3 separate regions of the Ovis aries genome follow, and regions 2 and 3 are each linked to region 1. A link is a contact called in public Hi-C data. All regions are on one chromosome and are shown on one strand. The core of a region is the stretch at or near the end of the contact, and the rest is flanking DNA. Distances in the headings are between cores, read along the strand shown.

The links. A called contact is a pair of places that touch in the nucleus more often than the background predicts.
Region 2: a contact with region 1 is called in a Hi-C map of liver, with 3 times the contacts expected there. The contact joins the promoter of IPO9 here to the promoter of LOC105610032 in region 1. A contact is called at or near these places in 2 of 16 Hi-C or Micro-C datasets (liver and omental adipose tissue).
Region 3: a Hi-C map of hypothalamus shows a contact between it and region 1, with 6 times the contacts expected there. The contact joins the promoter of SHISA4 here to the promoter of LOC105610032 in region 1. A contact is called at or near these places in 3 of 16 Hi-C or Micro-C datasets (blood, hypothalamus and muscle).

The regions. Positions count from the first base shown.
Region 1 is chr12:79,833,478-79,837,188 of ARS-UI_Ramb_v3.0, forward strand. LOC105610032 (basic salivary proline-rich protein 1-like) reads left to right here and starts at 2,115. Exons shown (of 3, transcript XM_060396809.1): 1 at 2,115-3,711. It overlaps GPR37L1 (G protein-coupled receptor 37 like 1), which reads right to left and starts at 911. Exons shown (of 2, transcript XM_027976133.3): 1 at 245-911. The coding sequence starts at 874.
Region 2 is chr12:80,012,911-80,016,621 of ARS-UI_Ramb_v3.0, forward strand. IPO9 (importin 9) reads right to left here and starts at 1,864. Exons shown (of 24, transcript XM_027976042.2): 1 at 1,639-1,864. The coding sequence starts at 1,801. It overlaps NAV1 (neuron navigator 1), which reads right to left. Exons shown (of 33, transcript XM_042229499.2): 33 at 3,392-3,711.
Region 3 is chr12:79,965,102-79,968,812 of ARS-UI_Ramb_v3.0, forward strand. SHISA4 (shisa family member 4) reads right to left here and starts at 1,996. Exons shown (of 5, transcript XM_027976041.2): 1 at 1,838-1,996; 2 at 1,402-1,573; 3 at 594-727; 4 at 1-10. The coding sequence starts at 1,910.

The sequences.
Region 1 (3,711 bases), core at 865-3,364:
GAAATTGAGGGGCAGAGAGGGGGCACAGGGCAGAGCCATTTCTTGGGTGGAAAGACAGAGGGGTTAAGGCAGGGGAGGGAGCTCTCAGCATGGAGAGAAGGGGCCGCCTTGAGGCTGCTGGGGGCGGGAGCCGGGCTGGGGTGCGGGGGCCCTGAGCAACCTGGGGGGCCTCACACACCCTCTCCACCCACGCTGGCAGCTCCCCCGCCCTCATCCCGTGGGCTCTCCTCGGCCACACACTCACCTCCACAAAGGGCACCGCCCGGCAGGACACAGCGCCCAGCAGCCTCTGCTTGGTGATCTCGTGGAAGGTGACGATGGGGAGGCAGAAGAAGAGGACCAGGAAGTCCCAGAGCGCCAGGCTGGCCAGGATGGAGTTCCAGGCGCTCTTCAGGTAGTAGCTGTGCCACACGACGCACATGACCGCCAGGCTGCCCACGATGCCCACGGCGAACAGCACCAGGGCCACCAGCAGGATGGCGTAGGCCCCGTAGGAGCGCTCAGTCACCGGGTACAGCGGGTTCTGCACCTGCAGGCGCCGGCCGGGCGTCCCTGTCACGTTGCCCCGGGGCTCCTGCCCGCTGCCCCCAGTCTCTCTGGCCCAGTCCGGGGAGGGGCTGGCGGCCACCCGGGGCTGGGTGGGCTGCAGGGCGGCGGGGCGGATGGGCCGGGGGTACTCAGCCCACCCCTCGGGCACGTACTGCTGCAACCTCTTGGCGTCCTCCCACTCAGCTCCTCGCCTGGACCGGTCCGGCTGCTCCTGGGCCGCAGGCTGGTGCCCACCCTGCTGCAGGCGGACGCCCCCAGGGGCCCTTTCGGGCCCGGCTGCCAGCGCCACGGCAAGGGAGACGCCCAGCGGCCACAGCCACCGCATGGCCGGACGAGCGGCACGGCTGCCCGCACACAGAGGCGAGGCCGGGCCGAGTGCGGGCCCAGCTCGATGGGCAGCTGGCTGCTGGGCCCGCCCCCAGCGGGCGTCTGGCATCGCCAGCCGGCTCCAGTGGTCACCCCCCGTCCCTCCGCCCGCGGCAGCCAGGCAGGACAGGGCAGGGCCCTCTGCTGGACACAGGGCGCTCTGTGCCGCCCGCAGAACACGCCTCCCCAGGCCCCACGGGTGGCAGCACTCAGACCTGTGGGGCCCTCGGGGCCGCCCACCCTCAGTCCGGCCGTGCACACGGGGTTGGGGGACAAGGCTCCCGCCCCGCCTCAGGGGACAGGCAGTTGCTGCTGCTGCCTTGGGCTTCATGAGCACTCACTGGGCCAGGCTGCTGGATAGAACCATCATACTCTGTGTTTACGTTGCTACCGCAGCTCAGCAGCAAATAACTTGCCCAAGGACACACAGCCGGGATCCAAATTGCAGGTCTGTCCAACTCCAGAGCTGAAACTCAGCCCCTTGATCACGTAGCAGGAAAGGGATCCTGAAGAGGGTCTACACCCACAGTCTTCTTTCTCAGACGTGGAAACCATGGGAACTGCGGCCAGAGCGGTCAAGTGCCAGGGCCAGGCACACGCAGGACAGGTGGTCGGCGGTGAGGAGATGAGGCGGCAGCCCTCTGCTCCCCCTGCTCTGCGTGTGCGCATCAGCTGCCCCTCGGAGGGGGCGGGCCGCAATCCCCGACCTGGGCAATGCCACTGTGGTGCTGGAGAGGACTCTCGAGAGTCCCCTGGACACAAGGAGCTCCAACCAGGCCACCCTGAAGGAACTCAGTCCTGGGTCTTCACCGGAAGGACTGATAATGAAGCTGAAACTCCAACGCTTTGGCCACCTGATGCAAAGAGCTGACTCATTTGAAAAGACCCTGATGCTGGGAAAGATTGAAGGTGGGAGGAGAAGGGGGCAACAGAGGATGAGATGGCTGGATGGCATCACCGACTCAATGGACGTGAGTTTGAGTGAACTCCGGGAGGGGAGTTGGTGATGGACAGGGAGGCCACGGGGTCACAAAGAGCCGGACGCGACTGAGTGACTGCACTGAAGAGAGGCAGCCCCCTGCCGGCCACAGCCCTGGCTCTCTGGGGCCGTGGGGACATCAGAGGCCACTAGGTGGAACCAGATGCTCAGAGATGGACATTCGCGGCTGCCTGGCCCGTGACCCTGGCCCAGCCCACCTGCCAGGGCCCAGCCCTCAGACCCGAGGCAGCTGCTGGGGGAGGTGGTCTCAGGAGACCGTGTAGATTGCGCTGAGGCCATGCGCCTGCTGTTCCACCCCACCCTCCTGGGCCCCTCGTGGGTCGGCCTCCCCAACAAAGACCCCCTCTCCAGGACCATGTCGGAGCAGCGCCCTCACCAGGGCAGGCCACGTGGAAGGCGACCATTTCCCAGCCACTAGGAATCTCTCTCCTTTGTCCCAGAAATCCTCCGTCCTCGTCCCGGGGAGTTCCCCAGGGCTGGCCGCAGGAACGGTCCTGGGGCGAGTCGGGGTGGAGTGGGGCTGGGCCCTCAGGGCAGCTGTGCAGCCTCCTGAGATGGCTGGAATCTGGCGTCTTCTGGAGCGAGTCCGTGGCTGGCACGGCCCAGTGAATGGAAGCAGACCGCCCGGATCGGCCCCCTCTGCCGCTTACGAGCTGCGTGACGCCGGTCAGCACCGAGACTCTGCTTCATCTGTAGTGAGGAGTTGGTAACAGACCGAGCAGGCTTGTCTGTGTCCATCGCCAGAACGGCGTGCGGCCCCTGAGAAGCGCTAGGTGAAGGTGCACGGTTGCCACGGCGACTCACTTGCGACTTCCCAGGCCTCTGGAGGCAGGCGCTCTCACTGTCTTCACGTCACAGGTTTGGGAACTGAAGGACAGAAACGGGGGAGGCAGGCGGGGGGCAAATTCGAGACAAGCCCTCCCCACTCCCAGCCCCAACAGCTGGCACCGGAGCCGGGCAGTGAGTCTTCTGGACCCCACTCTGCCAGCCCTGCAGGCTCTGGGCTCCTGGACCATGGTGAGGTGCGCTCCCGAAGGTCAGAGGCTCAGGACCCACTCCCGACTCAGAGACAACCCGGCATCACTCACCCTCATGGTCCAAAGGCTGGCGGAGCATCTACCCTGCGCCCGAGGTTGCTACAGGCGCTCCAGAAGCAGTGAACCTCCCAGGTACGAGCTCTGCCCACCGAGATCCATACTCAAGGAAGGAGGCAGCCACTGAAAAATCTGAGCCCCAGAGATCATGAGGATACATCGTGAGGAAGGACATGGGCAAAGCAGAAGGCACCGTGCCATCGAGGAATCTCTGCCCTTTGGTTTGCTCCTGGGGAAAGGTCAGTGGTACCCTGGGGCCTGTGGTCTGCAAGGATGCTGTCACGGTGGGACGTGGGCATTGCCACGGTGAGGCCTCCACGGCGATGTGTGACAGTGCTTCTCAACCTGTGGCCCCTGGACGCCAGCCTGGGGAGCGGGTCGACACACTGGCTTGAGCAGACGTTCGGGAAGGCCCAGCACCACGCTCCAGCAAGTGCACCAGAGGACACCAGCGCGGCGCGAGTGGATGGGCTGCGGGTGGAGTGGGCGCAGGCAGTGCTGGCCCTGAGGAGCTCTCGGGCCTGGGACCTGCCCAGGCCACCTCTGTCTCCTTCCTCTGTGCCTGGCACTGGGAGACGCTGGGACACACAGCCAGCAAAGGCACAGAACCACCCACCTAGGCCTCCCTGCCCTGGGATCCCAAAGCCCCCTCAATGAAGGAGGGGGGAGAGGAAACCCCTCCTCGACAAGGAGGACTCAGAT
Region 2 (3,711 bases), core at 614-3,113, 180 kb after region 1:
GGAGACGTGTGAGAATGAGAATATGAGACAGAGGTACTCTGCACCCGATGGCAAAACACAGCGTGCCAAACACCAGGAGAGGAAAAGAGAGAAGCAAGGCACTGCTCCTGAGGGCGGGGCCACCACCCTCCCTCAGAAACAGGCTGCCGAAAGGGGCTGCTCTCTACAGTTTTTACTTAACAGGAATTAGAATAGTTTTAAACGTAAATAACCTCCAAAGGGTCCAAAGTACTGCCTTCAATTCCGCAGACTCGATACAGCCGGCACACTGCGCCCCACACCTGCGTCTATGCCTTCCCGCTGGGCCGCCAGCAGCACGAAGCCTCTTCACACCTCCAAGCACATTCCCAGTGAGTTATGTGCCGTGTGCTTGTCAGTTTATTCCGATCAGTGGCAGAGGTCAAATGCGAAAATTCTGCCCGTCCGTTTTTCACTTTGAGATCCAAACAGATGAAGTAAGAGAGCAGAGCTGCAAGGGGACCTCAAGATGGTGACGGGCTCTGCCTAGACGGGGCCGCTTTGCTGGCTGTGGCGGAGGGGCCCAGAGCCCAGCTGCCGCCGGGCAGCTCCAACAGGAGCCAGGCTCGCCTTCGCGAGGGGCACTGGGCACCCTGGCACCACCCAGGGAGGGCACCATGGCCCCAGCATCACTCAAGTGGTAACCTGAGCGTGGCCAAGTTCCTCTGCTTCTTTCCCCTTCATATCCAAAGGAGGCAGAGGCCTTAGTGTGAGAAAAGGAACTTCACCCAGTAAGCAGAGATGATTCCCGCAGGTCAGTGTGCACGGCTCTCAAAGAGCTTTCTCCTGCCCAGCGGTTGCTCCTCTTACAGGGCCTGACATTCACGAAACGATGACAGTTAAAACTGGGCCTTCAAATGGTCCTCAACCCGCAAAACCCCAGATCTTATAACTTGGTTTTTCAAGAGCTTTCTCATGTTGTGGGAGAACACAAGATTAAATTTATGGGAGCTTTGTGTTAAATTATTAAAAAAAAAACAACAAACACCTCAGTCCGTGGGAGGGCCAACTCCCACGGCCAATCTGAGAGGTGCTGGGGCCGTCCTGCTGAGCTCCGGGAGTCCGCAGGTTTGGAGTTTTGCCTACGAAGCCCCGACAGGCCAGCCGCGTTCCCGACAGAAAGCGTGAGCGGATTCCCCTCCTCGGGTTTCAGGACCCAATGCTCGTCGCAGCGTGGCTGCCCCGGGCCTGCAGAAAGGCCCGCTCGGCAGGAGCTGGCGCACACCCTCAAACCAAAGGCCCGTCTCGTCCTCCATGACTCCCGAGCGCCCAGCAGAAGGAGGGGGACAAAGACGCAAAGACAAAGGACGGCCGGCCCCTCCGAACAGCGCCGGCCGATCGGAAGACCGGCGGCGGCGGGGCGGGGCGGGGAGGCGCCCGCTCAGGGACCGACTCCCGGGGACGCGTGCGGAGGCGCCGCCAGGGCCCCGGCGGGCCCCGCGCCCGGGAGCGCGCCCCCACGGCCCAGCCCCCGGCCCCGAGCCCGAGCCCCGGGCTGCCCGGAGCCCTCCGCCCCGGCGCTCCAGGCCAGGCGTCCCCAGGCCCAGCCTCCGGCCGGGGCTCGGGCAGCGGCCGGCGCGGCCCAGACCCGCCGCCCTCGCGGCGGCCCGCCTCACTCACCCTCCGTCACCTCCAGCACCTTGATCTGCTCCTCCGCGGCCGCCCGCACCTCCTGCACCGGGGACAGAATGCCGGTGAGCGTGTCCACCAGCGCCTCCTTCAGCCCCTGGGCCACCGGCCCCGGCAGCCCCGAGGCCGCGCCAGCCGCCGCCGCCGCCGCCATCTTGCCCCGCGCCGCGCGCCCGCCCCGCCGCCGCCGGACGGCTCCCGCGCGCGGCCAATCCGCAAAGCCGCGCCTGCGCGGGGGCCGACGGGAGCGCGGGGGCCGACGGGAGCGCGGGGCGGGGCCGCGGGGCGGGCCTCCGCAGACAGCGCCGCCTGCCGCGGGGACGAGAGCCGCACCGCCTCCGCGGGAACCCGGCGCGGGCGCGGAAGAGCGGCGGCCAACGGCCAGTGCGCAGCGGCCGCTGGAACGCAGCCCTGACTTCCGCAGGCACGGATTCCTCAGGTGCGACAGCACGTCAGAAGAGGGCAGGATGCGGATCTGCGGACAAGGCTTTGGGGAGAGGGTCTGGATCAGCGCCTACTTCCAACCAGCCTCTTTTGCCCCCACACAAGCGAGTTTTCCTCTCTCAGACCCGGGAATCCAAAGGTCGGGGGAAAGAATCTGAGGCGACTGGCAGGAGTCCGTTGGTTTTTCCCGTGGGTGAGTCCAGCCTCAAGGACTGGGCCAGGAGAGACTGCCGTGGGAAAGGGCATTCCTTCCAGAGTAAGTGCTTATATGACTATTTGAGAGTAAGCCCTGTTAGTGGAGAAACTGAGACTTTTCTCCGAGGAAGTTATGGCTGGACCTTAAAGAGGTGGAGGGATGAGTAGTTAACATGGCCATCCTGGGCCAACCGGGCGCAAGTCTCAAGGTGTAGACGCTCCTGAAGCCTGAAGGGCTGCTGAGAGGGGTTAGCAGTGCAGGGCAGGGGGCTGGGTCCCTTGTTGGACCGGGAGGGTCAGAGCAAATGGGAACAGGCATTCGTTAGTAAGCGGTTCAGGTTAAGCCCCTTAAAAATGTTTCTAGGAACCATGACTCATTCCCAAGCAGCAGAGGAAACCAGCCATCAGTTCCTGGCCCAGTTCTAAGACTGCGGAGGCTACGCTGGCCACAGGGAGAAGCCACCTCATCTGAGTATTCTTCCGAAAGAATTGAGAAGAGCTCTAAACCCATTTGCCACCTCTTATTAGAGGGCAGAACCCACTCCATCATTCTTGCCTGGAGCATCCCATGGACAGAGGAGCCTGGTGGGCTGCAGTCCATGGGTCGCAAAGAGACAGACACGACTGAGCAACGAAACCAGCACCGTTACAGGGCAGAGGTGACTTGTGTCACCAGCCCAGTTTTGTAGGGGAAAGACGTCCACCTGGAGGCTGCAGTTCCCCAGTAAGAAAGAGGCTGTTCTTTCAATGGCCAGGAAAAGCAGAATTCCATTAGAACAGCCTCTTTTCTCAGACATCATGTCACTTTTACCCCCAGAAGAAAACTTAGGCAAGTCCAGAGAGGGGTATGTTTTCAAACGGCGTGGCAGTGGATGGAGAATACCAGAGCCTCAACATCTGCACTGCAGGTTCTGGAGAAGGATGCTGGTCCAGTATGCAAGCAGGACCCTGTGCCACCCCCAGCCAAGGGGCTGAGAGGCTCCTGCTTAAGGACTGCGGAGCAGACACCTGGGCAGGTGGGTCTCAACTCTGCGTTTGGCAAATGACCTTCCCCATCAAGGCATGGACCAGAAGATAAATGAGACAAAAACCAGACAGAGGGAGCTAGAGAGAGCCAGCAGACAACACAGGAGATAACTTTATTGAAACGCAAATGGCATTGAACAGGTGACTTGCTGAGAGGAGACATGCCTGATGGACAGAGGACCCAGGTGAGGGGGCTGCTGGCAGTGAGGGAAGAAGGCCTCATCCGCCGGCCCCGGGATGGATCTAACTGTCAACCGATTTATTATTTAAGACAAATCACCCAGCTCTCTCATGATTGTTACCGCAATTATGTGTAAATACAACGGCTCCCTTTCTCTACATCAGATATGAAAGGGGGTAGGTTGAAAGAGGGGAAGGCCAGTGATAAAAACTAAAATA
Region 3 (3,711 bases), core at 746-3,245, 130 kb after region 1:
ATCTCCTGGCCTGGTTGGGGGACAAGGACCAGCACTCAGGGCACCGCCTCCATGGGGCGCCGGCCCTGCCCCTCTGCCGCCAGACCCTGCTTGGCCGAGTGCAGCAGGGCGCCCGGAGGTGGCCCCGGCTGGTTGGTCTGGGCTCAGCAGGGTGCCCGCTCCGGGTTTCAGAGACCTCCTGGGCCAGATAGCACTGGCCTGGGGGGCGTCCCGCCCTGCCCCGGCCTAGCAGAGCTGCCCCCGAGGGGTCCTCTCACACTGACCCCCACACGGGGTCACCGTTCCCACACCCACCAGGGCTGGGCCTGTGGGCAGGCACACGATTTTGCACACGGAGCACACCCCATGTCGCTCGAGCGCCAGGCCTGGCCCGCGGGTTTCCTGAGAGACGTGCACGCGCACGGCACACGGCGCACGGTGCAGGTACATCCGCGTACCCAGGCTTCACACGTGTCCCTGCGCTCTGGCTTCCGGGGTGACGGGCGGGCAGGTGTGTGTCCAGAGGGGCCTGCTGCTGCCAACCACACCTCCTGACCTCCGGTCCCTCCGAAGGCACCCCGCCCCTTCCCGCGCGGACGCACGGACGGACGCACCTTCGAACGGGCTCTGCAGCTGCTGGCGCCGGCGGTAGAGGTAGCAGCAGGAGCAGAGGAAGCAGCAGATGGTGGTGGCGACCACGGCGACGAAGAGGATCACGGCCGAGGCGATGCCCGCTATGGTCTTGGGACTTGGGCAGAGAACAGGCCTCCTCACCTTCCAGCCTCGCGCAGGGAGTCCTCGCCACGCAGACCGCCATGCTGGCCTGGACCCCCGGCCAGAGAGACGCGGGGCTCTGCCCGTCCCGCTGGGGAGAGCGTCAGCACTGCGCTTCCGCCGAAGGCCGGGCAGCCTCCTGAGCAGCGGCCTCCCCGCAGGGGCTGCGGCGCGCGCCCGAGTCCATGACTGAACAGCTTGGACTCCAACACAGGAGGCCTGACGGGCAGAGCTCCTTTCTCAAAACGCGCTCGGTCACCGCCTCCCCCTACATGCTCTGTATGTCAGCGTCTCCTCCTCCCCAAACAAATTTGAAAGCCCCCTGTGTGCGCCCCCCTTAATGAGGAGGGAACAGTGACCCATCCGGGACCTGTCCTCCCCAAGATCACACAGCTAGTGAGCGGCGGACTGGGGATTGGACCAGTCCGGCCAGAGGCTGGAGCGCCGCTGGGCCCAGGGCTGCCCCTGCCCTCGCCCTGCGCAGGCCCGGGCTGGGGGGAGGGCCCGGCCCAGCCCGCGATGACCACATGACGGTCACCGGCCGGCCGCTCCTGGAGCTCCTGCGCCCTGGAGCTCCAGCCCCGCTTGGGCCCAGGCGGGGTGTCGGCTGAGAGCCGGAGGGGGCGGGGCGGGAGGGCCGGCGCCCACCTGAAGGCCAGGCAGTGCTTCTGCTGCCTCTCGGTGATGAGCAGGCTCAGGTCCCGGCAACAGTACCGCTGGTAGCAGGTCCCGCAGCAGAAGGCGAAGAACTCGCAGTTGAAGCCCGGATGCCAGGAGCCGTTCCGGTCCAGGTACCAGAGGCAGTCCTCGCCAGCCAGAGCTGCGGGCAGCGGCGGAGGGGCCCAGTGGCCGCCGGGCCGGGTCTCCGGCCGCCCCCGCCCGCAGCGCCACCCTGGTCCCTGCGCCCGGAGGCCTCGGCCTCGACCCCCAGGGTCCGGCCCCCCCCCCTCCCCGTCCAGCCCCCGCGCGCCTCCCCCCTCCCCTCCCACGGACCCTGAAACGCCGAGGCTCCGCCGGGATCCCCCCGGCGCCCCCGGGCCGCGCGCCGAGGCCTCCCGCCGCGCCCCCGCGCCCCGGCCCTTACCCAGGGGCGCCCCCAGCGCCAGGAGCGCGACCGCGGCGAGCGGCGCGGCCCCGCGGAGCCCGGCGGGCGGCATGGCGCGGCGCGGCGAGCGCGGGGCGCACAGGACGACGCCGCCGCCCAGCTCCGCGGGCCGGCTCGCCCGCCGGCTCCTCTCCGCCTGCTCGGGGCGGGGCTCGCGGGCCTGCGCCGACCCTGCGCCCGCGCCCCGCCCGCCGGGCCCCGCCCCGGCCACGCCCCTCGGGGGGTCCGGGTCCGAGCCGCCCGCCCCGCCCGCGCCGCGCCGGCGGCCGCTGGGCGCTGCTGCGGGGGGCCTCCTGGCCCTCGGCCCGCTCGCTGCCTCGCCCGTGGGCGTCCCCGCCCCCCGAAGGCCTGCGCCTGGTGCCAGTTCCGAGCACTCAGGCGCAGGGGCCACCCCTGACGCAGGACCTCCTCTGCCCAGCGTCCAGCAGGACGTCCTCCGCGGCGGCGGCGGCGGGGAGGAGAGTGGGGGGCCGGGAGTCACCCCGCCCCCACCCGAGAACAGAGGCGCCCATTGAGAGGCCCTCGGAGCAGCTTTGTCCCCGCGGGCCCGCAGACCTGGGCCCTGCCAGCTGCGCTGCCTCCCTGAGTGCCCTTCCCCCTCCGAGTGGCCAGCGCTGGCGTGCGCCAGCCTAGGGCCTCCCAGTACGGATGGCAGGCCGCGGGGGCCACCTGGGCCGGTCCAGTGGAAACCCCTTCCTTCACAGAGCGACCCCACGGCGAGCCTGCGGCAGTGCAGAGCGTAGGCGGCCCTCCAGGGGTCATAGTCTCCTTGCCAGTTTGCCGGTGGCTGTGCCCCTGCTCTGGGGGCACCTGACCAGGCACGTGCAGGGCCTAAGCCAGGGAGAAAATCCAAGGCCCCCTTAGCCCCTCTGCGTGCAGCCCTCAGGGTGCTCAGACAGGCCCCTCGGTTGGGGCTCCCCAGAACCCCATGAGCTAAATCAAGCTCACTGGTGTTATCAGTTCATTTTATAGACATAAGCTGGGACTCGGGGGGAGTTCAAGGATTTGTTCAGGTAATAGAACCCATAAGTGGGAGAGACACTCTCAATCCAAGTGGCTTCACCTGCTGAGTGGGTGAAGGTGTCTGCAGATGGTATATCCTGTAAGGGTTAATGTCCAAACTATACAAAGAACTCAGACAACTCAACATAAAAAAAAAAACAACAATCCCACAGAAGACTTGACTAGACATTTTCCCAAAGAAGATACACAGATGCACAGCAGGCACATGAGAAGATGCTCAGCATCACGAACCATCGGGGAGATGCTTCCGAACCACAATGAGGCGTCACCTCACCCCTGTCAGAACGACTGTCCTCAAAGAGACAACAACAGCTTTATCGTGAGGACGCAGAGAAAAGGTCTGTGCCCTGGAGCTTCGTCAGTGGGGCGTGGATCGGTGGGCCCTGGCGACGGTACGGAGGCGACGGAACCCTCTCCCACTTCGGCAAATCCCACTCCTGGGCGTCCACCTAAAGCAAACTCAGCAGTTTTGAAAGACATTTCAAAGGACGTGCATCCTTCCACTCCCTGCGGCATTGCCCGCAACAGTCAAGATGTGGAAGCGAGTGTCTGTCAACAGACAAGTGGGTGAAGAAGTGGGCGGACACACAGTGGACCGCCGCAAGGCCGTGAAGCGGCTCCGCAGTGGGCCGGCTGTTCGGATTCTGTGCTCCCAGCGCAGGAGGCCCGGGTTAGATCCCTGCTCAGGGAATCAGGCCCCATGTGCTGCAACTGACTAAATAAATATTTTTTAAAAAGAATGAAACGTTGCCATTTCCAACAGCAGGCTGGACCTGGAGGGTATTATCCTACGTTAGACAAGTCAGAGAAAAACCAGTAGTGTATGATAC